2 separate regions of the Oryctolagus cuniculus genome follow, and region 2 is linked to region 1. A link is a contact called in public Micro-C data. All regions are on one chromosome and are shown on one strand. The core of a region is the stretch at or near the end of the contact, and the rest is flanking DNA. Distances in the headings are between cores, read along the strand shown. Region 1 holds the start of NBL1 (NBL1, DAN family BMP antagonist). Region 2 overlaps CAPZB (capping actin protein of muscle Z-line subunit beta).

Region 1 (6,445 bases), core at 309-2,808:
CGGACGGAGCAGGGGAAGAAGCCAAATTCAGTCTGAAACTTCCCTGTAAAACCATGAGGCCGTATCGCCGGCTAGCACGGGGCACCCACACCCCTGTCTTGGCCTGCAGCACACAGGCCCCCAGGGACAGCGGGAAGAGGCAGCAGCCTGCAGGGGTGGGTGAACAAGGGGCCGCTCAGGCCTCCCCTCGTCTTTGGCCCCCATTCTTGAGGCAAACCACACCCGAGCAGCCCCAGCCCTGGGGGAGGCTCAGGAGGTCACAGCTTAGACAGCCACAAAGGGTGAGGGGCTCCTCCACCCCCACCCAGCCAGGGCCTGGTCCCTCTTCCCCTGGGGCGCCCCCACTTACAGGCTGGGGGTGCACAGCTGGGCGAGGGTCTCCCAAAGCCTGCAAATGCGGCCTGGACCTCTGAGGTCCGCCAAGTCCCTGGCCACGCCGAGGCAGGCAGCTGCCCTCGACCGCGGCTGGGGCAGGCTCAGCGGCAGCCCCGCCCTGCGAGCGGGCGGGCAGGTGGCCGGCAGCAGGGCCCTGCTGTCCAGACAGCGTCGCGGGGGTGGAATTCATATAAAAAAAAAAAAAAAAAAACGAGCCCCCGGAAAGGGCTCTCCCGGCCCCAGACTCAATTCCAGGTGGGGACGACCCAGGCCAGGCCCCGGGCGCGGGCAGAGGGTTTTGCACTTTGGCCCGGCCCCAGGAAACAATCTAGCAACCCAACTTGGGGGGGTGGGGGCGCCTCCAACACCGTGGGATGCCTGAACTGGAGGGCGGGGGCCCGGGAGCCGCACGGGGGGAGCGGCGCGGGGGGACGGGGAGGAGGAGACATAAAGGCAGAGCCACAAGCCCCGGGGAGCAGAAAACTGAGGTGGGGGGGGCGCAGAAAGAGGGGCGGAAACGGGGCGACGGGAACCGCGGGAGGGGAGAGGGGCGCAGAGCGAGGCCGAGCCGTCCACGAGCCCGGAGGCCCGAGCAGCGCCGGGGGACGCGCGAGCCCAGCGGCCGAGCCCCGGGCGCTGCCCCGGCGCCCGCGCGGCCCGCCCGGCTCCGCATCTCCCTCCGTGTCCTCTCGGGCCGCGGGAACTCCGACCGAGAAACCGGACCCCGAGGCGAGTTTGGGGACGGGCTCCGGGCGCAGCGCTGCCCCCGGCCACCCCCGCGCCGCGCCCACGTCCCCGGCTCCCGCGCCCGGCGGGCCCTGGGCTCCCGAGCTCGGCGGCGGCGGCGCCTCCGCACGGTGCCCGCGGCCGCCCGACGCGCGGGGGTGCGCAGCTCGCGGCCGGGGGCGCGGCCGAAGCCTCTGGAAGCCGGGCGCCCGCGTGCCGGCCCGGGCGGGACTTACCGCGCGCGGCAGCGGCGGCGGAGGCGGCGGAGGAGCGCGGGCGCGCCCGCCGGGTCCTGCGCAGCTGGTGCGGGCCGCGGGGTCGCAGGCCCGGGCGCCCCCGGGAGGCTGGGCGAGGCGGCCGGCGGAGCTGGCGGCGGCCCCGCGAGGCTCGGCTGGGCTGCGCTGCGCGCCGTCTGCGGCCCGGGCGGGCGCGCGGTGCGGGGGAGCTGCGAGCCGAGCGGCTCCGACGTCAGGGAGTCTCGGCTCCAAATAGGGAGCGAGGGCGGGGGCAGCGAGGGGAGGGACGCGGAGGAGAAAGGGCGGGCGGGCCCCGCGCGCGGCCGCTCCCTCCGGGCTGCGGCGCAGGAGGGGCCCGCGGCCGCCGTGGCCCCGGCCCGGCTCCGGCGCGGTCCGACGGCGCGGAGGAGCGCCCCCGGGCCAGGGCAGCGAGCGGGGCGCCGTGGCCGGTGCCGAGGCTCCCTCCCGAGTGTGTCTGCGCTGGGTCTTCCCTCCGCCTGGCTTCTCCCGAGTGCGTCGTGCCAGGCCTCGTGGTGACCAAGCTGTCCTTTAAGGGGCACTGGGCACTGCAGTCTTGGCCTGAGCTGCGGCCCTCCGAGTTCCGGGCGCCGGGAACGCGGCCTACCGGTGGGGGAGAGGGGGAGTCCTGCGGCGCGCCCGTCCTGCCCGCTCCCCGGCGCGCGACCCGTTGTACCCCAGGGCCGCCTGGCCTCCGCTGGAGTCTGTCACCGGGCTTCCGATGGGCTCCAGGCGCTGGCTTAACCGTGCCAAGACGAGAGAAGGATCTGGGAGCCCCTGGAGGAACGATGCTATTCAGAACGCCAGGAAACAGACTCACCTCCGGGGCTCGCAGAAGAGCGAAGGGGCCGTGTGTGCTGTGATCCCAACCCGGCGAGACACCAGCTCTGCCCTGTGACGGTGGCAGCTCAGGGACACCGTGTGGGCCCCGTCTGTGGGACCTGGGGGGGAGGGATTGTTTTCGTGGCACGGTTGAGCCGTGTCCATGTGTTTCACCTGGCTTGGTGGGCGCAGCCCTGCTCTGCCGGTGTCACGAGGTTGCTGAGCCCCGTGGTTGGCTCCTGGTGGCCCGCAGGTGACTCCCTCCGCTGGGCCCTCTCCAACTCAGCCGGCATCGCCAGGCATCCAGGCTGTTGCCTACCCGCTGTTCCCTGTGCCTGCACTTCCCTCCCGCCCGAGGAACCCCCTCTGCAAGCACCGGGTTGGGAAGTCTGGAGTGGTCCTGGAGCAGGGGTCCCTGCCCCCCGGAAGTGTGCCGCTCTCCTATCTGGCCTGGGCTCCCGGAGGGCATGGGTCGGGGGGCTTATTGCCCGGTGCTCGGGGCTCACGGTGGGACCAGGCAAGGTGCACAATGCATTAGGTTGAGTGAGGTAATGACCGTCCCCACCGTTGTAGCACAGGTCAATCTCTTCTTTCTATTGGTTGATTTCATTTATTTGAGGGGGGGGAGAGCGAGCTTCCATCCACTGGTTCATTCCCCCAAATGCCTGCAACAGCTGGGGCTGGGCCAGGCCAAAGTCAGGAGCCCAGAACTCAATCCAAGTCTCTAAAGTGGATGGCAGAGGCCAAGAATTCAAGCCATCATCTGCTGCTCCCGGCATGCACCTCAGCAGGAAGCTGGACGGAAGAGCAGAGGTGGGACTCTGATGTGGCATGGGGCGTCTCCAGCACGCACCGAGGTCCCGCCCTCAAAGTCTTCCCACAAGCTGTTACACAGCGCACAGGCACGCAAGCACTTCCCGTGTGCCTCATCCCCTCCGAGCACTTCCCACTCGTGATAAATCTGCGCGACAAACAGTAGTGCTATCACCATTCCATGAGAAAGTTCACGCCCAGAGGGAGAGGCCACGTGGCCTGGCTGAAGTCACACAGGGGTGCGGCTGACGTCTGGCAGAGAACCACGTGCCACAGAAACCAGCCTCGTGGGCCAAAGTGGGCATGTGGGAAGTACTGATGGCTTTGGGGCAGGTGCTGTGGCGTAGTGGGTAAAGCCACCGCCTGCAGTGCCATATGGATGCCAGTTCGAGTCCCAGCTGCTCCACTTCTGATCCAGCTCTCTGCTGTAGCCTGGGAAAGCAATAGAAGATGGCCTAAGTCTACGGGCCTCTGCACCCACGTGGGAGACCTGGGAGAAGCTCCTGGCTCCTGGCGTCGGATCAGCACAGCTGCAGCCATGCGGCCAATTGAGGAGTGAACCAGCGGATGGAAGACCTCTCTCTCTGCCTCTCCTTCTCTCTCTGTGTAACTCTGTCTTTCAAATAAATAAACAAATCTTTTAAAAAAATAATAAATTGCTTAGACCAACATTTAAAAAAAATACTGATGTCTTTGCAGCGAAGGCTCACCACCCCCACTCTCAGCGCGGCCCCTGGACCCATTCCCACAGTCAGGAAGCCAGCTGCGGAGCCCAGTAAGCTTGTCAGATGGCACAGGGAGCCACCACTCACAGGAAGGTTCTAGAACAACCCAAAACTGCCTAGTCAAGAACTTGGGGTTAGGAGTTGAGTCACATCTACCTGGCGAGTGTCCCAGTGCAGGCAGGTGGCCTAGAAGGTGACTCTGACCATACCTAAGCCACAGCTACCTTTTTTTTTTTTTTTTAGCAGGCAGAGTTAGACAATGAGAGAGAGAGAGAGAGAGACAGAGAGAAAGGTCTTCCTTCCATTGGTTCACCCCCCAAATGGCCGCTATGGCCGACACGCTGTGCTGATCTGAAGCCAGGAGCCAGGTGCTTCCTCCTGGTCTCCCATGCACCTGGGCCATCCTTCATTGCCTTCCCGGGCCACAGCAGAGAGCTGGACTGGAAGAGGAGCAACGAGGACAGAATCCAGCGCCCCAACTGGGACTAGAACCCGGGGTACCGGCGCCACAGGCAGAGGATTAGCCAAGTGAGTCATGGCACCGGCCACAGCTACCATTTTGTGGCAGGAGTCACACTAAGCACCATGTCTGCTCTGTTCCTTTAACCTGTATCACAATCCCATCCTTGTTCCCATTTTACAGGCGAGAAAAATCAAGGCTCCAGAAAGTCCAGTGCCCTGCCCAGGATCACATAGGTCGTGACGGACAAAACCTGGACTTGAACTCTCAGACCTATCCACTCCCAAACCTGGGCTCCTGCACCCACGGCGCCCTCTTGGCTGCCTCATGCCCTGCCCATGGGGCTGCCGTGGGGATGGCACGCCAATGGGTCCAGGGTGGCGGGGCCCAGCGGGGAAGGCAGACCTGCTGTGTCAGAGTCTCCAGGCTCCAGGAGATGCACCTGGCTGGCAGCACGCTTCCAGCTGCCCCGACAGGCCTGGCTGGCACAGGGCACGGGCCTCAGGCCAGAGCCTGCTGGCCCTGGGCCAGCCTCTTGGGGCCAAGGTAATGTGGGGCCCAGAACTGGGGCTGAGGGCTGAAAGCCCCTCTCCCCAGCTCATTAGCGAACATCTGGGCTCGGGAAAATGACCGACCTGGAATGCGACGGGGCTGTGGGGAGCTGCCCCGCGCTGGAGGCCCTCCCGCAGGGCACAGGCTGCGGCCAGCTGCTTCCTCTAATCCTGTCAGTCTGGCCTCGACAGGGGTCCAGCCTCTGCACTCTCGCTGGAGAAAGAGTAAAAACAAGCAAAAGGCCTCCCTTCCCAGGCCAGCCCGGGAGCCCGCGGTGGGCCGGTCCCTCCGTCCAGCCAAGAGCATCCCCATGGCCAGGTCTGGAGCTGGGAGCGGCCCTCGGGGCTCGGCAGGCAGGGTTCTTGGGCTCGCAGCTCGGGGCTGACCCCTTGCTCCCTCACCTAGTGGCTCAGAACTCTGCATTTCGAATCTGAGCCTTGGTTTCCGTACCTGCGAAATGCGGTTGGTGAAGGTGTGTGGACCCGAGAGTTGATGCCAGGACTTGTTCATTCCTATAACAAATATTTATTGTGCCTACCTTGAGGGTATTTCCAAAAGCCCAAGGAAAATGTGATTAAAAATAAGTTTATTCTAATGCAAAAAAAAAAAAAAACTTTTAAATCCATGCATGCATAGCTTTTCCATTATATGAATTTTCCATGCATTTCTTTTTTTTTTTTTTTTTTTAAGATTTATTTGTTTGAGAGGCAGAGTTACAGACAGAAAGAGAGGTCTTGCATCTATTGGTTCACTCCCCAAATGGCTGCAATGCCCAGAGCTGGGTGGATCCGAAGCCAGGAACCAGGAGCTTCTTCCAGGTCTCCCACACAGGTGCAGGGGCCCAAGCAGTTGAGGCATCTGCTGCTGCTTTCCCAGGCACATTAGCAGGGAGCTGGATGGGAAGTGGAGCAGCCAGGACTCGAACCAGCTTTATAGACGGCAGCTTACCACATTAAGCCACAACACTGACCCCTGAGTTTATTTCTTCAGGTACCTTATCAGTCTCCTCTGGAATTAAATTGGAATTAGCAGCAAGATTGAAACAACTCCTTCCTGCTAGCTCCCAGCATCCCACCTTGTTTTTGAGCTCAGTTTTGTAAGACTCCTTGTGGGACCTGGCCTGACTCGCCATCTATCTATGATAAAGCCATAGTGGTGGCTTCGGTCGCCTTAGCATGTACACAGGTCGTGCATGGATCCCCTTAGAAGTCTGTGCTGTTCATCCAGGGCTGGGAAAAACAAGGGCCACCAAGGCTGCCGCTTTAGTTACACCCCACAGGGATGGATGGTGGTCCCAATTTGGGGAAGTGACAGTGAATGCCTGCTACACTGGGTTTGAGTACTGATGAGGGGCGAGCCTATGAGAGGAACAACCTGTCCCACTGAACACAGGCCAGAGTAAGATGAGGGGCACAGGGCTGGTGTTGTGACAAGGCGAGTTAGGCCACTCCCTGCAATGCCAGTGTCCCATATGAGCACCAACTTGAGTCCTGGCTGCTCCACTTCTGATCCAGCTCCCTGCTCATGCACCAGGAAAACCGGCTGAAGGTGGCCCAAGTGTTTAGACTCCTGTACCCACTCGGATGGAGTTCCTGGCTCCTGGTCTAGCCCTGGCCATTGCAGCCATTTGGGGAATGAACCAATAGATGGATGATATCCCCACCCCACCCCGTAACTCTGCCTTTCAAATAAATTAATAAATTTTACAGGGGAAAAAA
Region 2 (6,166 bases), core at 1,085-3,584, 210 kb after region 1:
TGTGCCTACCTGGGCTGCACCCACCAGATCCGTGGTGAAGAGCAGTGGTTCCGGGCTGCGGCTCCACGTGCAGGTGCCTCCTTCAGAGGTGTGCTCGGTGGACTTCCAGGCTAGCCCGTTCAGATGTTCATCCCGGACTCGGAATTTAGAGGTGAAGATTCGACATGCGTGTGGTTTACAAGGCCTGGCCCAGGCCGTGGTACCCAGTGATGAGATTCTGCAGCCCCTGCCTCCGTCAGGCCTGCCCCCAGGAGGTTCCGTTCACACTGACCTCGTGGGCAAAGCCCTTCTTACTGCGTCCCCGCTCTGCGGCCGTCAGCTGAGACTTCTCAAGTATTTAAGTCCCAGTTACTCGCCAGGAGACGGGCGGAGGCCACGTTGGCTTCATACTTCGGGCTTTGGCCGTGGGGGGCGAATGCCCAGGTTTTGTGGGATTCTGGCCCTGCCGCCTCTGAGTCCAGTTCCTGCCTTCCTGTGCCTCTTGCCCCACTGTCAGTAGCAACAACGGGTGCTCCTCCTCCGTCCTGCAGGGCTGCTGGGGTCGAGTGAGAGCGCCCGTGGGGCAGGAACTCCGGGCTGCTCTGTGCACAGCACTAAACGCGGGCAGGGCTCCTCTGTCTGCAATGGCAGTGCTTTTAGACATGAGTCGTGCTGATGCGTTGTTACCTGTTTGTTTCTTTTCCTCAAAAAGAGATCTGTGGTGATGTAGAATACAGCCCACACAGTAACGTTTCAGGTACGTAAACAGGATTGAGGCACATCCAGGACAAGGGTGTGGCTGCCTTGCCACCCTGCTGTCCTCTTGCTCCTGGGCAGCGCGGCTTTAGGAGGAGCCCAGCTGCAGCTGTGGGTCCCTGGGTCCCAGCAGGGCGCAGTCCGCTCTCCAGTCTGTCCATCCAACTCCAAGGCCTGGTGCGCACCTTGACGGATGCCCCCCTGGGTCATCGCTGTCCACCCTCCGCAACCCTAGTCTTGTGTAAGCCAACACCGTCCCCCCACACACACTTAGGTGTGGCGCTGGCACAGGTGGTCCAGACTCTCGTCCCCGCCCTGGGGAGAGCCATGCCACAGATCCCTAGGGTCCGCGACTGCGTGGTGCGCAGGAGGGCTCAGGGTGGACCAGCAGCTTCCCCTGCTGGGGCGGCTTTCGGAAGGCGCTGTGGCAAGGCGGGATGAGGCCCTGCAGGATGATTTGGGTGTATCAGGTGGGGCTGGGCGGCAAGGACACCATGGAGCAGAGAACCAGGCTGGCCTGAGAATTCTGCGGGTGGCTCCGCAGGCCAGTGTGGTGGAATCGAGGTGGCGCCCCCTGCCAGTCCTGGCGTCGTCAAGGCTGGTGTTCTGTGCCCTCTGAGGAGAGCCATGCTGCAGGCCTGCCTGACTTGTCCCCCTCGGGGGAGTTTGAGGTGACAGGTGGACAGCAGAGGCCCCGTGTGCACCCACGCTGGGCCAGGTACGGCGCTCTCTTTCCTGCGTTTGGCCCCATCCTGACCCTTCCTTTAGAAACTCCGGCTGTGAGTGGCCGAGGCTGGGCAGCGACAGGAGAGGCCCCCAGGGCCCGGGACAGGAGGCTTTGTGGCTGCCCCCCATCTCTCCTTTGAAGCCTGGCTGGGGTGGGCGTGGGCCGTGCTGTGGGAGGGCCAGGGCAGGCCTCCCAGCAGAGGTGCCAGCTGCGCTCTCCCCGCAGCGGCCAGCGGCCGTGCGGCCGGCCTGGCCCTGCCTCACAGGAGGTGCTCGTGCCGCCGCCATCCTGGAGGAGGCCGCAGCTGCCCCCACCAGCTTAGCCCCCCCACCCCGGGTGATGTGTGGCTGACAGCCCGCTCAGAGGGGCAGTCCTCGCAGCGGCCCCGCCCCTCAGAACCTGCTGCGGGGGACTGTGACCCTAAGACAGCTGCCTCCCTCTTGCCCAAGGCGTCTGTCCAGCGGGGCCTCGGCAGGGCTGGGTCCCAGGGCGGCGTCCTTACATGGGAGGGCGGCAGCAGCTTCCTCCTGCCGGTGCTCCTGAACTTGTGCAACCGTGACAGGTGAAAGTGCTCCTGTCGCCATCAGTACGTGACGCTTCTAAGAACAGCAGCGTACCCGGCCCCGCTGCTGCTGCTGCGTGGAGCCCACCCTGAGCCTCTCCCTGCCCCCTCCCAGACCTCGTCGTCCCCGCTCCTCCTCCCCCCGTAGCCTCTTCAGGTTCACCCCATGCCACTCAGGCCCCCCTCGGCTCCCGCCTCCCGCCTCCCGTCTCTAGTCTGCCTCCCGTGTTGGTCACAGCAGGGCTTCCTGTCAGTCCCTCTCCATCGCTGAGTCCGTGGCACCTTGCACAGTGCCTGGAGCAGGCCCCGGTGTTGGTTGGAGGGAAGGAGTTTTCTGAGGCAGGTGCTGGGACTCCCCCACCCCAACCCTGGTTCCTGAGACTGGGGCAGAAAAGGCCTCAGGGCTGCTTTGATGCGGGGGGGGGGGGGGGGGCTTGCTCTCCAGGATGCGTGCTACTGCCTCTGGGGCTAGCATGGCGGCTGGAAACGCTGTCTTCACTTTCTTTTCTGTTTAAAAAAAAACTTAGTTTTGGGAATAGAGGGAACGAAATGTGAACAGAGCCCTCTGCTGGCCACCAGGAGCTCCTGCGCCCTGACGCTGCTGGAGGCCGTGTGATGGGAGTGGGCTGCGTCAGGGGACATGGGCCGTGTGATGAGGGTAGGGGGGCCGTGTAAGGGGAGAAGTGGGCCAGCCGGGGCCCTCCCCACCACGATTCCACAGCATTACTCATCGGAGCAGCCGGGCGCGTGGAGCCTGTTTTCGATTCTTATCTCCCTGGTGATGGCTCTCAGCCAGGGGGCAGATCAGAAAACAGAATGTGTTCATTTTTTAAAAACCAAGGTACAGGGTGCGCTTCTCCGAGACGGGGCGCCGTGGGTTAGATTATCCGTGCAGCTGAGCTGGTCTGGCTTTTGTGCTTTTTTTCAGGGTTCATCTCAAGTTTCTCTTTCTGGTTGAGCCATTTTTTTTTTCAGCATTAATAGCTAATGGGGAAGAGGAAGAGGCAAAGTGGAACCATGTGGCCGCACAGACGCAGCCCTCGCTGTGGCCGGAAGCTTCTGATTTGTGTCTCCTTTCCTGTGATCAGCTGTTGGGTAGATAGCAGGGACGCGCTCCCTGGGGACAAGGGAGGCATGCGGTTCTTCTGTTTTCACCTCTCACGTGTCCGCCCTTGGACGCTGGCAGTCACCCCGAGTCACCCCGCTGAGGGGTGGTGCCAGCTGCGGGGTTTGAGCTGTTCGGAAGCGGGAGGCAGGTGAGGCAGGTGGGACCCACGGCTCGCTGCCTGCACCCAGTACCGGAAGTGGCCTCCTCCCATGTGGGGTGAAGAGGTTGGTGGAGCCCTGCATCTCCCCCCAGAAGGCCCCAGGGCTGTTTTATTCCAGCTCACTGGAGTTGCGTTTCGGTGCCCCCAGCAGCCTGCGTGGGCTGCCCCTCGGGTGTTTCCCGAACATTGCTCAGGAAGGCCGGGAAGCACTGCCCCTCCTTCCCGCAGAGGCCCTCCTGCGCCGGTGGCTGCAGAGCCCGTGCCGCACGTGCCCCGCCGTGAAGCCTCAGCTTTGTTTGGACCTGTCCTTCCATTTAAATTGTGTGCAAACCCATGATCCGTGAGACGTGATGTGGTTTCTTCCACGGGTCTGAGCACTGGACGTGAGGCGGGTGTGGGGCGGGGCTTCCGGCGAGCGTGGGGATGGACTAGGTGACTGCCTTCATCCTGGTTCAGCAGGACGACCTCGGCCGCAGGGTGAGTGTCCACTCACCCTGGAGTGGGGACGGGTGCTGGGGCCCAGGGGCCCATCTCGGCCTCTGGGGCGGAGTCAGCACAGCGCAGCTGTGGAGCGTGGCAGGAGATAGCGGAGGGCAGTTGCAGAGCGGCCGTCTTGGTGAAGCTGGAGTGCGGCTCAGCCCCGAAAGTGGGGTGGGAGGATTGGGAGAGGCTGTGCAGTCCTGTGTGACGGCTGGGACGTCTGCACACCCAGATGCGCTTCCTGTGTGCTGGGGTGCACGTTTAACTGGCCGAGCCTTCACACAGTGGCTGTGCGCGCCAGGTCAGGACTAATGCACCTCGGGGCACCTGCTCCGCCGCACCCCTGCGGCCCGGCTGTGTAGCCCACACTTCCCGTGACAGCAACGGCACGCACGTTCCAGAGCAGGTTACCGTGGATCAGAAGAGACAGGACTGCTGGGAACACAGCGCACACCCCCGGCCCAGCCTGGGCCTTGATCTGGAGGGGCGCGCTTGTGCAGGGCTGGTTGGCTCTGTCACGCTCCAGGCATTTTCCATGGTGGAGCAGATGCCCACCGTTGGTGAGTCCTGGGCTGGCTCTGCAGGGTGGTTAACGTGAGCGCTGCCTGAGGCCGGCTGGCGTCTGGCTGCAGACCTTTGTCAGTGCAGGCCCCGCTGTTCGGCCGTGGGGTGTGGCTGGGGCCCGCCCTCTGCGCTGTGCGGCCGACGCCCAGGCTCCCAGCGCCGCTTGGTCCCGTCTTGGTGCTTTCCCAGCGTAGAGCTGTTGTACTTGAGATCATCTGGCCGTTGGCACCACTGGAATGTGAGTCCTGACAACAGATCGATCAGGGGTCTTATGCTCACTCATTTGTTTGTTTAAAAATGGAGTTGATTGGAATTGGAAAGGCTCCAGGTTCTGAAGCTCCTTCCTTCTCTCCGCCCTCCCTCTCAGGCACAGCGTGGGAACTGGGGTGTAGCAGTGGGGGAGGCTGGAGCCCCTGCTCTGTAGGATGGACGTCCCTGGGGGGAGGCGGGCAGCAGCGTCACTGGGAAGTGAGGAAGCAGCCTACGTGCAAGGGGGACGTCCCTGGAACCGTTTGGAGCCGTCGATTGGCCTCTTGGATAAGGGTGAAGTCAAGCCTCTCTTAGACCGAGGGCCCGCCTGGGGAGAGGGAAGACAGCTGCCGCAGGTGGAGCGTGGGTCAGGAAGCACTGGATTCTCCAGGGTCGGTTTGCGTCCAGGGTCTGAAGCAGCCTCTCTCGCGATGCGGGTGTGAGGAGGAGGTGTGCTCTGTTGCACACAGCAGGTGGTCTGGGCGTGGCCGGTGCTGTCCTCAGTACTGAAGACATCCTGCGGCTGACCCTCAGAGCCATGCGGCATGAGCACCTGTGGGTTTCCTGCGCTGGCTTCACAGGTGAGGAAACCAAGTCCTAGGAAAGCAAGCTGACCTCCCCAAGCCCACCAGGCCAGGCCACTCGGAAGCCGGAGCCAGGAAGGCTTAACCTCGTAGCCTGTTTGCTTAGTTCCAACCCCCACAGACCGCCACCTCCATGACTGACCTCAACCTTCTAATCTGTGAAGTGGGGATAAAGCTCAGCTCCTTCCCAGGAAGAGTGGTGTGCTGCCAGAGAGGGACCAGCATGGGGCAGGCCGCAGAGCCATGCTAACCGGGGAAGTCGCCCCCGTTGTTTCCTGTGCTGTCCCCAGGCAGCTGGTGTCAGGAGAGGGAATTCTGAAAGCCAGCCTTGCACACGCAGGCCAGGGCTGTGTGCAGGAAGCACACCACCTGCCTGCAGCAGCGTTTGTGCGAGCCACAGGACAGCACGGGGCAGCGCTCTGCCCAGCTGAGTCCCAGAGCCCCCTGCGAGCCCGCGGGTGGTCTCTGGGGCAGTGGTGCTTCCTGCCCTGTCCTTGGGGTGGCGACAGGGCCTTCAGGAGGACGCGGCAGCTGGGGGCGCCGTCGGCCACTCTGCCGGCTATGTTTGCCACGCCGGGAAGGGCTGTTGGTGCAGCCGGCAGCCCCTTGCCTGGTAACTGATACCGTGGGGCCCCCGTCACTCCAGGCCCATGAAACACAGAAGTCGGCACAGCGAGGATCCGTGTGGAAGTGACTCAAGCCCGAAGGAATCCATGTCTGCAAGCAGTGCCGTCCCGTGCTGGAAGCTTTTGTTGGGAGATGGATGTTGGAGTTGGGAGGAGGCGGCCAGCGGCCTGGTTACCAGCAGGGCCGTGCGTCCGGATCCGCAGCCTTTGCCCTGACATGGAGGCCTCCTGTCCCCCACCGTGGGGCCATCCTGCTCTGGAGGCGGCCCCTGGGCCCTGGGCTGGGCAAGGCCTGGGGGACGCCCTCTGCAGCACATGGACTTGACCGCGAGCCAGCCTGGTAATGCTTGGCTGGGGGCCTGGAAAGTATG

What was found. Hi-C and Micro-C count contacts between places; a contact is called where the count stands out from the background.
Region 2: a Micro-C map of ear pinna shows a contact between it and region 1, with 3 times the contacts expected there. The contact joins the enhancer-like site here to the promoter of NBL1 in region 1. A contact is called at or near these places in 3 of 6 Hi-C or Micro-C datasets (ear pinna, skin fibroblasts and an unstated tissue).

Annotation. Positions count from the first base shown.
Region 1 is chr7:151,007,143-151,013,587 of mOryCun1.1, forward strand. It overlaps NBL1 (NBL1, DAN family BMP antagonist), which reads right to left and starts at 1,559. Exons shown (of 4, transcript XM_070079208.1): 1 at 1,338-1,559.
Region 2 is chr7:151,215,772-151,221,937 of mOryCun1.1, forward strand. All of the region lies in intron 2 of CAPZB (capping actin protein of muscle Z-line subunit beta), which reads left to right. Among named protein-coding and RNA genes, the nearest start is that of SLC66A1, 56 kb to the right of the region's middle. Within about 2 kb of position 2,335, at least 2 of the 8 cell types and tissues checked have an H3K27ac peak or open chromatin away from gene starts, as enhancers often do. A contact at or near this core is called in ear pinna, where this site is marked.